2 separate regions of the Mus musculus genome follow, and region 2 is linked to region 1. A link is a contact called in public Hi-C data. All regions are on one chromosome and are shown on one strand. The core of a region is the stretch at or near the end of the contact, and the rest is flanking DNA. Distances in the headings are between cores, read along the strand shown.

Region 1 (6,392 bases), core at 3,862-6,361:
CTGAGGAACTATTGGGAATAATTGTTACTGGGAAATGGAGAGTCATTTTCTGTAGTGGTAATTTGCCCATGCCCCAGTTTATCACTTCTCCATTCTTTTTTTTTTTTTTGGCTGGCCATAGTTTGCTATAGGACTTCCGGGTCTTTTTTTTTTTTTTTAATATTTTTTATTACATATTTTCCTCAATTACATTTCCAATGCTATCCCAAAAGTCCCCCATACCCTCCCCCCCACTTCCCTACCCACCCATTCCCGTTTTTTTGGCCCTGGCGTTCCCCTGTACTGGGGCATATACAGTTTGCGTGTCCAATGGGCCTCTCACTTCTCCATTCTTAATGCAAGCAAGCCCAGTTAAATTCAGTGGATTGTAAACACACAAAAACAACAACTATATACATGAAGGTAGGGGGAGTCAGCAAAAATTGGAGGGGTAAATAATGGAGGGTGAAAATGATACACACACACACACACACACACACACACACACACACACACAGAATTTTCAAAAGATTTTTTAACATGCAAATTAACAAAGCAAAGACACCCCAAATTCCCATCTTTAATGAAGACCATTGCCACATATAGTTGCCTCAAATTGTACCAGTTAGTAAATTGGCTTTCTTCTAATATTATTTTCTCTGTCTTCAAATAACTTTGGGGACAGCTAAGAGAAAAAAACTTGAATAATTTGATTCATCTGTTTGAAGGAAAGACCTAGGTCCCAAGCAGGTTTCTTTACTTGTTTGAGATAGGTTCTCCTTGAATGTAGGAACGCCCTGATTGAGCTCTGCCAGGATTGTTGGTGCGTGCCACAGTGCCAGAACATGTGGTTTTAGGGACTTTGTGAGCTCTTGGCAAGCTCTGCCAATAGGTAGGACTACATCACAAGACCCCAAGTGTACTTTCCAATGGAAAGAGTAAAGTGAAGTAGAATGATTTTGGGAAAGGCAGATGTACTATTAATCTATTAATCTTCTCTTTTTCCTTTTTTTTTTTTTTTAAAGATTCTGAAACGTGTGCCTAACAGCGTGCTTTGGCTGTTGCGTTTTCCAGCAGTAGGAGAACCCAATATTCAACAATATGCACAAAATATGGGCCTTCCCCAGAACCGTATCATTTTCTCACCTGTGGCTCCTAAAGAGGAGCATGTCAGGAGAGGTCAGCTGGCTGATGTCTGCCTGGATACTCCTTTGTGTAATGGACACACCACAGGGATGGATGTTCTCTGGGCAGGAACACCCATGGTGACTATGCCAGGTTAGTGGCTGATAAAATCATCACACTCTTTTTTTTATGCATTAAAATTTTTCCTTTTGAGTCAAAAGGGGATATTTGAAGGTTAACTTGTATGGAGTAGAAGTAATTAAGGCAGGGTGATAGAAAATGGGACTTATTCAAGCCTGAATACTTGGCACCATCCTCTCCATCTGTAATGTGTGGATATTTAAATGCAATTAGCAATGACGACTATGTGACTTACAGTTCTAAGATGTACAATTACTATCTTTTTACTTTCTAGGAGAGACTCTTGCCTCTCGAGTTGCAGCTTCTCAGCTTACTTGTCTAGGATGTCTCGAGCTCATTGCTAAAAGCAGACAGGAATATGAAGACATAGCTGTGAAACTGGGAACCGATCTAGAATAGTAAGTAAACTGCCAGGAACAAACTATATATCTGAGTCTGTAGCTAAAGTGAAGCCATAAATTAACAATAATACAAAATAGATAAATTGTTGTATGCTCCCTGGGGGAGGACATGATCTAAACTCTTAGGGAATATTCACGAAATTTTAATAACTTTCCAAAGTGTCAGATGTTTGATCCTAATACTTCTTCACAGGAGGATAATTAAAAAACAAAACCAAAAAACCTTAGTTGCCTAAAAATAAGTGAGAATTAGAGGGATCATACTAAGGTAATTGGGGCTTCAGCCCATTCAGTGAAATAGGCTTTTTGTTTTATGGTGTTTGTGTGTTGGATCTCTATGAGTTTCAGGCCAGCATGGTCTGTAGAGCACGTTCAGGATATTTAAGGGCTTTATTACACAGAGAAACCCTCTCTGGGAAAACCAAACCAAACCTTTTTGTATATTTTTATCCTACAGTATATCCAGAACACAATTTCTCCTCACTCCATTCCTGCCAGTCCTTGTGTCCCCTGTCCTGTCTTCCCCAGATTTGCTTCTCTGTGAACATGGCACAGTAAGACTAGGCATGAACCCAGAACAGGCAAAAGAGTGAGAGACACCCCACTCCTGTTGTCTCACAAGAACACCAGGTTATACAACCATATTATACATGCAAAGGACCTAGCTCAGGTTGGCCTTGAACTTGTTTTTCCTTACTTTGGCTTCCCAGATTTGAGGATTATGACTATGCCACCATACTAAGATAAAATTATGGTTTCCCTTGAGTACTGGCTTTTTTTCTCTTTTTTTTCTTTTTTCCTTTTCTTCCTTTCTTTCTTTTTCTCTTTCTTTCTTTCTTTCTTTCTTTCTTTCTTTCTTTCTTTCTTTCTTTCTTTCTCTCTCTCTCTCTCTCTCTTCCTTTCCTTTCCTTTCCTTTCCTTTCCTTTCCTTTCCTTTCCTTTCCTTTCCTTTCCTTTCCTTTCCTTTCCTTTCCTTCCTTTCCTTCCTTTCCTTCCTTTCCTTCCCTTTCCCTTTCCCTTTTCCCTTTTCCCTTTTCCCTTTTCCCTTTTCCCTTTTCCCTTTTCCCTTTTCCCTTTTCCCTTTTCCCTTTTCCCTTTTCCCTTTTCCCTTTTCCCTTTCTTTCTTTCTTTCTTTCTTTCTTTTTCTTTCTTTTTCTTTCTTTTTCTTTCTTTTTCTTTCTTTCTTTCTTTCTTTCTTTCTTTCTTTCTTTCCTTTCTTTCTTTCTTTTCTTTCTTTTCTTTCTTTTCTTTCTTTTCTTTCTTTTCTTTCTTTTCTTTCTTTTCTTTCTTTTCTTTCTTTTCTTTCTTTTCTTTCTTTTCTTTCTTTTCTTTCTTTCTTTCTTTTTGACACAGGGTTTCTCTGTGTAGTCCTGGCTGTCCTGGAACTCACTCTGGAGCCCAGGCTGGCCTCGAACTCAGAGATCCACCTGCCTCTGTCTCCCAAGTGCTGGGATTAAAGGTGTGAATCACTGTGCCTGGCTTCATAAAATATTTTTATCTCAACATTTAGTTATGAAAATTCCAATTTTACAGTAATCACTATTCTATCCACTACTTAGATCATGCTATTATATATCATTTTATTTGGTGTAGTATACCTTTTTTTACTGTTCATGTTCTCAATGAACCACCCACTTTTGGGATACATTTTAAAGTAAGCTGTAGATATAAGGATATAACACTTCAGAGCAAGTATCATTAATTATAATTTAATACTACTTTTTAAGGTATGGCGAACATTTGACCACAGAGTGAGCCTTAGTGGTTTGTATGTATAGGCATACATAAGCACAGGTCACGACACCAAAACAATCAAGTCAGGACAGCTTTCAGGAGTTGCTTCTCCCATCACTTGCCTTCCTAGGATGGAGCTCAGGTTTTAAGGCTAACAAACACCCTTACTCACTGAGCCATCTCACCAGCCCAATACTTATATTTGAGGTAATCTATCCATCCACCCACACACACACACACACACACACACACACACACACACATATATATATGGGGCCAGACTTGGTGGCACATACTTGTAATCCCAGCACTTGGGAGACTGAGGCAGGAGGATTGCCTTAAGTTTTAGGCAAGCCTAGACTATAGAATATTGAACCCTTGTCTCAACTAAAAAAAAAAAATAGATAATAAAAAGATAAAAACAAGTCTACAAATCTTAATTAAGTGTTCAATGAATTTTAAGAATTTCTAGACTGGGCATGGTGACCCATAATCTGGGTCTGGGCTCTATGTGCACATACAAACACATGCATACACGCCCAAGTACACAAATAGAGCTCATAGGGTCTTTTTTCTTTGAAAGGAAACAATATGAATATGGTTGAGTCGAGTCCAATTGATGGACAGCCATCTTTCAATAAATTGCTGATTCTGTGACAAGCCTCATGACCAAAATAAACTTGGAGAGGAAAGGTTTTATTTGGCTTAGGTATCCATATCACAGCCCACCATGAAGGCATGCCAAGGCAAGAACCTGGAAGCAAGAACTGAAGCAGAAAATACAACAAAGGAGCTCCTGCCTAGAGCTGTCACTGCCCACACTGGCCTGGGTCATTCCTCATTAATCAAGAAAGTGTCCCACAGACATGCCCACAGACAAGTTTGATGGACGTAGTTTTTCACTTGAGGCTCCCTCTTCCCAGATGACTTTAGTTTGTGTTAAGTTGACAGGCTAATTGGAAAAAGTATAACTTTGGTCATATTTTGCCACAGAAGTGACTAAGTGTTTATTCGGTCTGGTGCTGAGTTTTCTGATTTGTAAATTTGGTTCTCTTTGTTTTTACCACCTAGCCTGAAGAAAATTCGTGGCAAAGTCTGGAAACAGAGAATATCTAGCCCTCTGTTCAACACCAAACAATACACAATGGAATTAGAGCGACTTTATCTGCAGATGTGGGAGCATTATGCAGCTGGCAACAAACCTGACCACATGATTAAGCCTGTTGAAGTCACCGAGTCAGCCTGAATAAAGACTGCGCACAGGAGAATTGCCCTATACCTGAGCCTCAACCTTCTGGGGGAAGGGAACTAGATAACATGCTTTGTGTGTATCTGTGTAGTTCTGTGTTGCAGACGGATGATATATAATGATAATAGAATAGCACATTCAGACTTACTTCCTGCATGATAGGGAGAGACAAGAAAGAAGAAATGCTATTCCACAAGGAATCTCTTAGAGTTTTGCAGCAAACAGGTGGTGCACAGGTCTGGAAGGTCTGGTCTCCCTTGGTCTTCCATGGGATGCTTAATGTGGAGGGGAGATAGAGATTAACCAGCCGTTTTGTGATGCCGTGGATTGATCAAGTCTTCTGATCCTTTTTTTTTTCTTTATATTTTGGGTTTTGGAGCTTTTAAAAATGTTTGCTTTCAGGTATTTTTACTCATGTGAAGTGATCTTGATTCTTCTGAGGTTTTAAACTAAAATGTTGCTTCCTGTTTTAGTGTCTGAACTCTGACAGGGTGACAGGGACCTTGCTGGTGTAGTCTTTTTATAGGTTTTATAAACCACATGAGCCTATATCAGTCATTTTAGTGTCTGACCTAATGCTTGGCACTGTCAGTGCTTTGTTTAGATGATGACTTAAGACTTTTCAGCCTGTTTTACACACCCCAGCTCCCGTTAAATTCTCCTGTGACTGCTAACAAACCCATGTCTGCTTTCAGACATCCCAGGGTGTTTCTCTCGAACATGCCATCTGGTGCCAAATGAAAATTCTTAGGAGTGAATATTAATCATGAAGGTCACAGTTGTGGTACTGTTATTGATAATAATATAGGGTTTTTTTCTGCCTAAGTTTTACCTGTTTCACCAGTGTTTCAGCCCTTGACTGCCCCTCCTATGCTGCTTCCAAAAGTAATAGTGTGATAAGATTTTTACCTTCCTTTCTAAAGTTTGTTTTTTTTTTAAAGTGAGTCCTGTTCTTCCCATTTCTTTCAGCAGAAATGAAATCCCAGGTAAGTATATAAGTATTCAAATGTTTGGTTAGTAAATTACAGTTCTCTCCAGTACCTTAAATGGTGTTCACCGCTCTGAAGAAGCATCTCTATACAGGCAGTTATTTTATTTTTAGACTGTGTTAGAATGTCTGGACTTAGCTTCAAACTCTATGGATTCGGCCTTGGTAGGGAATTGTACCACCACTTGGTTTGGACTACAAATTAAACATTGGCCCTCGCGGAGCTTGAGTTCTTCATGGTAGAAAACAGTTGCATTTCCGTAAAGGGTGGAGGGCTTGAGGCTTAAATATATGAGTATGTTTATACTGCTCTACTGCACTTAGACTCTCCACTCACAGATAAGTCTTGTCTGTTAGTAGTGCTGTAGATTAAGTCTTTCCAAAGCACCTAGGCAGTGCACCTATTCTGTAGTTGCAGCTATTGCCTGAATGTACCTTAGCTGACAAATTATTGATAATTAAGAACTTGAATTTGTGATTCTTACTGCTAATTAAAACCTAAGCAAGAAGTCTCATGTAATTCTGATAGCAGAATTGCATTGTGTGAACTGTGTAACTTTAGTAATGTAAATCAAGGAACATCAGTTAAGAGATTTCCTAATTTATTTTTTAACTGAATAAATATCAGTTAAAAGATTGCCAGCATGGTTACAGGTAAACTGATTTTCAGAATTCACTGAACTACTAAATGTGGGATTGGATAATAGACTTGGAGTGCCGCTGAGGCTGAGATCTGTGGCCATTTACATAGCACATCATTCCTCCTATAGGGATG
Region 2 (6,238 bases), core at 652-3,151, 87 kb after region 1:
GCACACGCGCACACACACACACACACACTTTTAAAAATAGGATCTGCTTGATGCATCCCTTACTGGCCTCCAATATACAATGTAGCTGAGGATGCCCTTGAACTTCTGATCCTTCTGTCTCTACTCACTGAGTGCTGGATAACAAGTATGAGCCACGCTTCCGCACTGTCAGGCTAGCGCCGCAGTCCCCAACTGTCACCATGATCGTCTACCGGGACCTCATCAGCCATGACGAGCTGTTCTCCGACATCTACAAGATCCGGGAGATCGCGGACGGGCTGTGCCTGGAGGTGGAGGGCAAGATGGTCAGTAGAACAGAGGGTGCCATCGATGACTCGCTCATCGGTGGAAATGCTTCCGCTGAAGGTCCGGAGGGCGAAGGTATTGAAAGTACAGTAGTCACCGGTGTTGACATTGTCATGAACCATCACTTACAAGAAACCAGCTTCACAAAAGAGGCCTACAAAAAGTACATCAAAGACTACATGAAATCACTCAAAGGCAAACTTGAAGAGCAGAACCCAGAAAGAGTAAAGCCTTTTATGACTGGAGCTGCAGAGCAGATTAAGCACATCCTTGCTAATTTCAAGAACTACCAGTTTTTTATTGGTGAAAACATGAAACCATCCAGATGGTATGGTTGCTCTCCTGGACTACCGTGAAGATGGTGTGACTCCATTCATGATTTTCTTTAAGGATGGCTTAGAGATGGAGAAATGTTAACAAATTGGATCTATCACCTGTCACCATAATTGGCTGCTGCTTACCATCCATACAACACCAGGACTTAGGACAAATGGGACTGATGTCATCTTGAGCTTTTTTTTTTTGACCGTGATTTATTTGGAGTGGTGGCATTGTTTTTTTAAGGAAAAAAACCATGTCATGTGGGTTGTCTAAAAATAAAGTGCATTTAAATCCACTTTAAAAAAAAAAAAAAACAAGTATGAGCCACTATGCCTGCTTCACTTAGTACTGGGGATCAAACCCTGTCTTCCTGCATTCTAGGCAAACACTTCCCACCGAGCGATATCACCAGCTTGTCTATAGTATATTAGGTCAGGTATTATGACACTTCCTGGATTGCTAATATAGCATAGGTTTGCTTTGGCAGCTCTTTTATTTTCATATTAATTATCCTGATTTTTATACACAAGGCATAAACATGTGCTTACTTGCTGGCATACAGCTAGCACATGGTAGCATCAGATTCTGTTATGTAAGTACAGACACGTGCTACATAACTGTGTTTTGGTCAACAATGGACTTCCTGTATGACACTGTTCCCATTAGAGTACAATGCCTAACGATGCTGTAGCTCTCCTAGTTTGTGGAGGTGTTTGCTTTAATAATTGCACAATGTCCAAATTGCCTAATCACACATGCCTCACAATGGATCCTGGTCACAAAGCAACACATGACTGTACCAGAAGGTACAGTCACAACACTAAATATGTTGCACAATTCTGAGCAGAAGAAAGAAAACAGATTTGTATACACAGTGTGATCATAGTGATGGAAGAGAAAAGCTAAAAGCTCAAGGAGTCTGAAAAATATCTGGGGCTGTACTGCAGTAAAACGTGGATGCCCGTGATTTCTGGAGCCCAGCAGGCTCAACAGCTCTGAATCTTTTTGAGTTACAGGGAGTATATTAATTTGTTGGGATGCCATAATAAATTACCACAGGCTGGGTGACTTAAACAACAGACATTAATTTTCTGACAATGATCAAGCAAATTTGGGTCCTGGTGAAGGCCCACTTCTTGGATTATGGATGGTTATCTCCTTCCCCCAACCCCAAGAAACTGTTCTTGAACCCTGGATCCTCTTGGTGCCACCTTCTAAGTGCTGGGATTGCACTTGTGTACCACTCAGTGCAACCTGCTATTTCTACTTATGCCAGTCATATTTGGAGCAGGTCTCTGCCCTCGTAAATTACTTTTCTAAAAGCTCTGTCTCCACATTAGAAGCTAGAGCTTTCATAGCTTAGTTTTGGAGACACACTTTGACCATAAAAGAACCTCTGTGAGATGTCCATGAAGGCTCTGCACTGCCCAGGAGACTCCTGCATCACCTCGTACACCTCTACAGATTTTCAGGAAGTACACAGCCCCCAGCTTGAGAGCCACCGCCTTAGGCCATCTTCCTCTTTTCACAGATGCAGAAACGAAGGTTCTGAAAGGGGAAATGAGCTGCAGCAGGTCAAAAAGGAAATAGCTTTCCTGATTCTTCATCCTGTAGTCACTTCCCTCACCCCATCATCTGTTAGGACTGCCAAGAACTTTAGAATAGCATAAGACAAGTATCCCAGCATACTACAGGTCCTGGATGGGGGAGGGGAGGCATGGGGGGGGGTAAAGCAGGTGGCTGTTTCTTTACCTCAAACAGTCCCTAGGGAAAACCAGGTGACAGCTGGTGGATAGCACGAATTTTGCTGTTGGTCAGCACAGGGCTTGAGTGTGAGTGGGTGAAGTGGCTTCTTTGCAGCAGAGTTTGTTCCACTGGAGCTGAAACCGTTTGGTGGTCTGGATATGAACTGTCCCTCTGGCTCGTACACTCCAAGTTTGCACACTACTCAGAAGCTGGCCAATTCAATTCCCTCTGTGTTTTAAGCTCTAATAGTTTATGCTTCCATGATTCTACAACAGGAGTCATGGAGAAAAATGGTTCTTTATTTGTGCTCCACTCACTACCCATTCTAAAGGGGGGTGACTTACAGAAACTCAGACTTACAGAAACTCAATTTCCTTTTATTTCAAAAGAAATATTAATTGTATATATGTGTGCTCACAGGGTGTGTATGGAGGTCAGTTCTCTTCTCCACATTTAAGTATTGGTGATGGAACTCAGGTGACCAGGTTTGTGTGGCCAAGGCCCTTACCCACTGAGCAACCTTTGCTGCCCTCTTCCTTTTGGAGGGGCAAAGAGTCTCATGTATCACACGTATCCCAGACTGGTCTCAGACTCACTATAGAGCTGGAGAGGACCATGAACTTGTGATTCCCCTGCCTGTACCTCCGGAGCGCTGAGATTATAGGGATGCACCACCATTTCCAGGTTATTCTGTACTGGGGATCAAAACGAGGTTGTCATGCGCACTGAGCAAGCACCCTACCCACTGGGGTACAGCCCTGGCTTTTAGTAGCTCGATTTCTAAAAGATGGGGTGAGAGAATGAAGTGGCGATTACAACAGGAAATGCTATTTATCTTTAGGCAAAGGGGGATGGTCCCAGAGAAGTCCTTTTCATTTCATCAACTGAATTAATAAGTAATCACACTTTCTCCCTACCTTCCCTGTTAACTTTGCACATCAGTTGGAGCCTTCACCTACAGCACTGACAGCAAAAGCCAGAAAGACTAACTGTAGGACTGGTCTGGAAGCTTATATTCCAGAAAAAAAATCCTGTAGCTTCGTTTCCCCATAAACAATAAAGCCCTAAATGAGTCCACACATCCACCTGCTGCTGTCTCTGTCTGAGGAGACCTCACCCCTGGCTCAGCAATCACTAGACTCAGTTTCTGCATAGAGAGAACAAAAAGTTGTCATAAGAGAAGTGGAAGTAGGAGGCTCGCGTTTTGAAGTGTCAAAAGAGCAATCAAGAGGCAGCATCATAACAATGACTGCCACCATCACCTTCCACTCTCGCCTTATTTATTTAGGTTTTTTGAGACAGGGTTTCTCTGTGTAACCCTGGCTGTCCTGGAACTCCCTTTTTAGACCAGGCTGGCCTCGAACTCAGAAATCCACCTGCCTCTGCCTCCCAAGTGCTGGAGTTAAAGGCGTATGCCACCACATCTCGCCTTTAAATTGGTTCCAGTAACCCACCTCAGAGCCAACCACTCTAGCTTGATGAACTGAAAACCTCTCATTTCCCAAGGAACAGTCTAAGCAACACTTCCCTCTGGTGGTCACAGGAGAGTACTACAAGGCTGGCTGGGGACAACTCAGTAATGGAGTTTTTGTCTAACAGGTGCAAGGTCTTGCTTTCAATCCCCAGTACCGCAGACAAAACAATAACAAAATGGTATTAAAGTGTAGATGAATTTAAGACATTCTTTTCTTTTTTCTTTCTCTTTTTTTCGAGACAAGGTTTCTCTGTATAGCCCTGGCTGTCCTGGAACTCACTTTGTAGACCAGGCTGGCCTCAAACTCAGAAATCCACCTGCCTCTGCCTCCCAAGTGCTGGGATTAAAGGCGTGCACCACCACGCCTGGCTCTTTTCTTTTCTTTTCTTTTCTTTTCTTTTCTTTTCTTTTCTTTTCTTTTCTTTTCTTTTCTCTTCTTTTCTTTTCTTTCCTTCTTTTTTTTTTTTTTTTTTGAGACAGGGTTACACTATGTAGCTGTGCCGTCCAAGAAGTCAAAATGTAAAGCAAGCTGGCCTCACAGAGATCCTCCTGCCTCCGCCCCCAGAGTTAAAGGCATGTGCCAACCACAACTGGCCTCTGGAAACTGATAATTCATACAACAATATATAATGATAAAAATCAAGGAAATGAATAATATCATTTATTGTTTTGCAAACATTCAAAATCCTTCCTTCTAGCATTTTTAACTGCAGTTATGCAACTGTGATACTAGAACTTAGTTTGCTATTTAGTGGTGACACAGTACTCATTAAGCAGTCTCTTTCTTTTTGGGGAGTTGTGTTAGGGTCTCACTATGCAACTCAGTCTGGCTAGGAACCTGTTCTCCTCCGGAGTGCTGAGGTTACAAACCTGTACCCTTAACACAGATGAACTGGCTTATTTCTATCAGTAGGCCCCCACACCTTAGCACAACAGGTTATAAAACTAGGCATTAAGACAATACTACTTGCCAAGATTAAAACAAAGATTCTAACACCAAACCCGACACTGTTGCCATTGCCAAGAGGTGCTTGCTGACAGGAACCTCCTTGGGAGGTTGGACCAGCAACTGACCAATGCAGATGCAGATGCTTGGAGCTCAGGGACCCTGGTGTGGGGAGCTGGCAGAAGGACTGGAGGAGCTGAGAGGGACTGCAACTCCATAGGAAGAACAACATCAGCTGGCTGGACCCCCCCCTCCCCCGAGCGCTCAGAGACTAAACCACCAACCAGAGTATGTACATGGAGGGATCCATGGCTCCAGATACATAGGTAGCAGAGAATGGTCTCGCCTGACATCAATGTGAGGGGAAGCCCTTGGTCCCATGGAGGTTTGATGCCCCAGTGTAGGGGGATGCTGGAATGGTGGGGCAGGAGAGGGTGGGTGGGTAGGGGAGCACCCTCATAGAGGCAAAAGGGAGGGAGGAGAGGGAAGTTGTGGGATGGGGGGAATGTGTGTGTGAGGTAACCAGGAAGTGGGATGTCATTTGAGATGTAAATGAATGGAATGATTAATAAAAAAATAAAAAGAAACAACAACAAAAAAACCAAGAGTCTAATCCATCAAAGTCCATGTTGTGGGAAAGTCTCTAAATGGACTAACCTTGCCTTTTAACTGAAGTATGTCAATCAATCCAGGGCATGTTTGCTTTTTTTTTTTTCTTAAAACCTCACTTTAAGAACAACTTTCTATTGGTTTAAACCCAAGTCTGAAGAGTCTTCTCTGGTAAATACCCTACAGCACTTCTGCAGGTCCTACCAAGATCCCAGAGCAAGACCTTGACATAGAAGGGGTTGGGGGAAGAATGTAGTGCTCAAGGTGCTCCCAGCAGGTGTGCAACCCCAGGTCCTCAGAGCTACCTTTGATTAATCATTGCCTAATGCTTCAGAGGAGTCTGACACCCCCACCTCAAAAGGAAACAAATTAGAAAGTCGCCTGGTCTGTCACCTCTGGAGGTAAATCTGGTTAATGCCCCTTTCTGTATGGACATATGAGACAGCTGCTGATTCAGTGTCTAGGATCCCTGTTAACACAGCACTGGATTTTTCTGTCTGTTCAGGTGTATGAATGTGTGGTGGCTACCCATAGTTATTTTTACTGTGTGTCTCTTTGCGTGTGTCTATCTGTGTATCTTTCTATGTGTTTCTGTCAGCTTTGTTTCCCTGTATGGACCAGTGACTTTCTCTGTTGTGAGACCCTCTCATCACCTGGCTTAAAATATGTGCCCCTTCCTGTCAAGAACCGAATATTTTTGACTTTGCCAGATCACCCAGAGAAGCAAATAAAAACAAAACAAAAGCACTGTCCCACTCCACTAGCAGAAGAGCTTGCTTGTTTTGTTGCCCGACTCCTGTTCATAAGTCAGGGTTGGTCCCTGAGTGGAGGTGGGG

The links. A called contact is a pair of places that touch in the nucleus more often than the background predicts.
Region 2: a Hi-C map of bone marrow-derived macrophages shows a contact between it and region 1, with 5 times the contacts expected there. The contact joins two enhancer-like sites. A contact is called at or near these places in 1 of 39 promoter capture datasets (hippocampal neurons), 3 of 15 datasets of contacts at CTCF or cohesin (CD8 T cells, embryonic stem cells and pro-B cells), 100 of 484 Hi-C or Micro-C datasets (the 3T3-L1 cell line, 3T3-L1-derived adipocytes, the 4T1 cell line and 71 more), 9 of 115 datasets of contacts at active chromatin or transcription factors (astrocytes, bone marrow-derived dendritic cells, cardiomyocytes and 3 more) and 2 of 9 other capture datasets (embryonic stem cells and liver).

Annotation. Positions count from the first base shown.
Region 1 is chrX:101,677,705-101,684,096 of GRCm38.p6, forward strand. Ogt (O-linked N-acetylglucosamine (GlcNAc) transferase (UDP-N-acetylglucosamine:polypeptide-N-acetylglucosaminyl transferase)) reads left to right here. Exons shown (of 22, transcript NM_139144.4): 20 at 1,005-1,257; 21 at 1,520-1,643; 22 at 4,452-6,392. The coding sequence ends at 4,626. Among named protein-coding and RNA genes, the nearest start is that of Gm52429, 15 kb to the right of the region's middle. Within about 2 kb of position 5,112, at least 8 of the 459 cell types and tissues checked have an H3K27ac peak or open chromatin away from gene starts, as enhancers often do. A contact at or near this core is called in bone marrow-derived macrophages, where this site is marked.
Region 2 is chrX:101,768,335-101,774,572 of GRCm38.p6, forward strand. It overlaps the pseudogene Tpt1-ps6. Among named protein-coding and RNA genes, the nearest start is that of Gm4779, 23 kb to the right of the region's middle. Within about 2 kb of position 1,902, at least 58 of the 459 cell types and tissues checked have an H3K27ac peak or open chromatin away from gene starts, as enhancers often do. A contact at or near this core is called in bone marrow-derived macrophages, where this site is marked.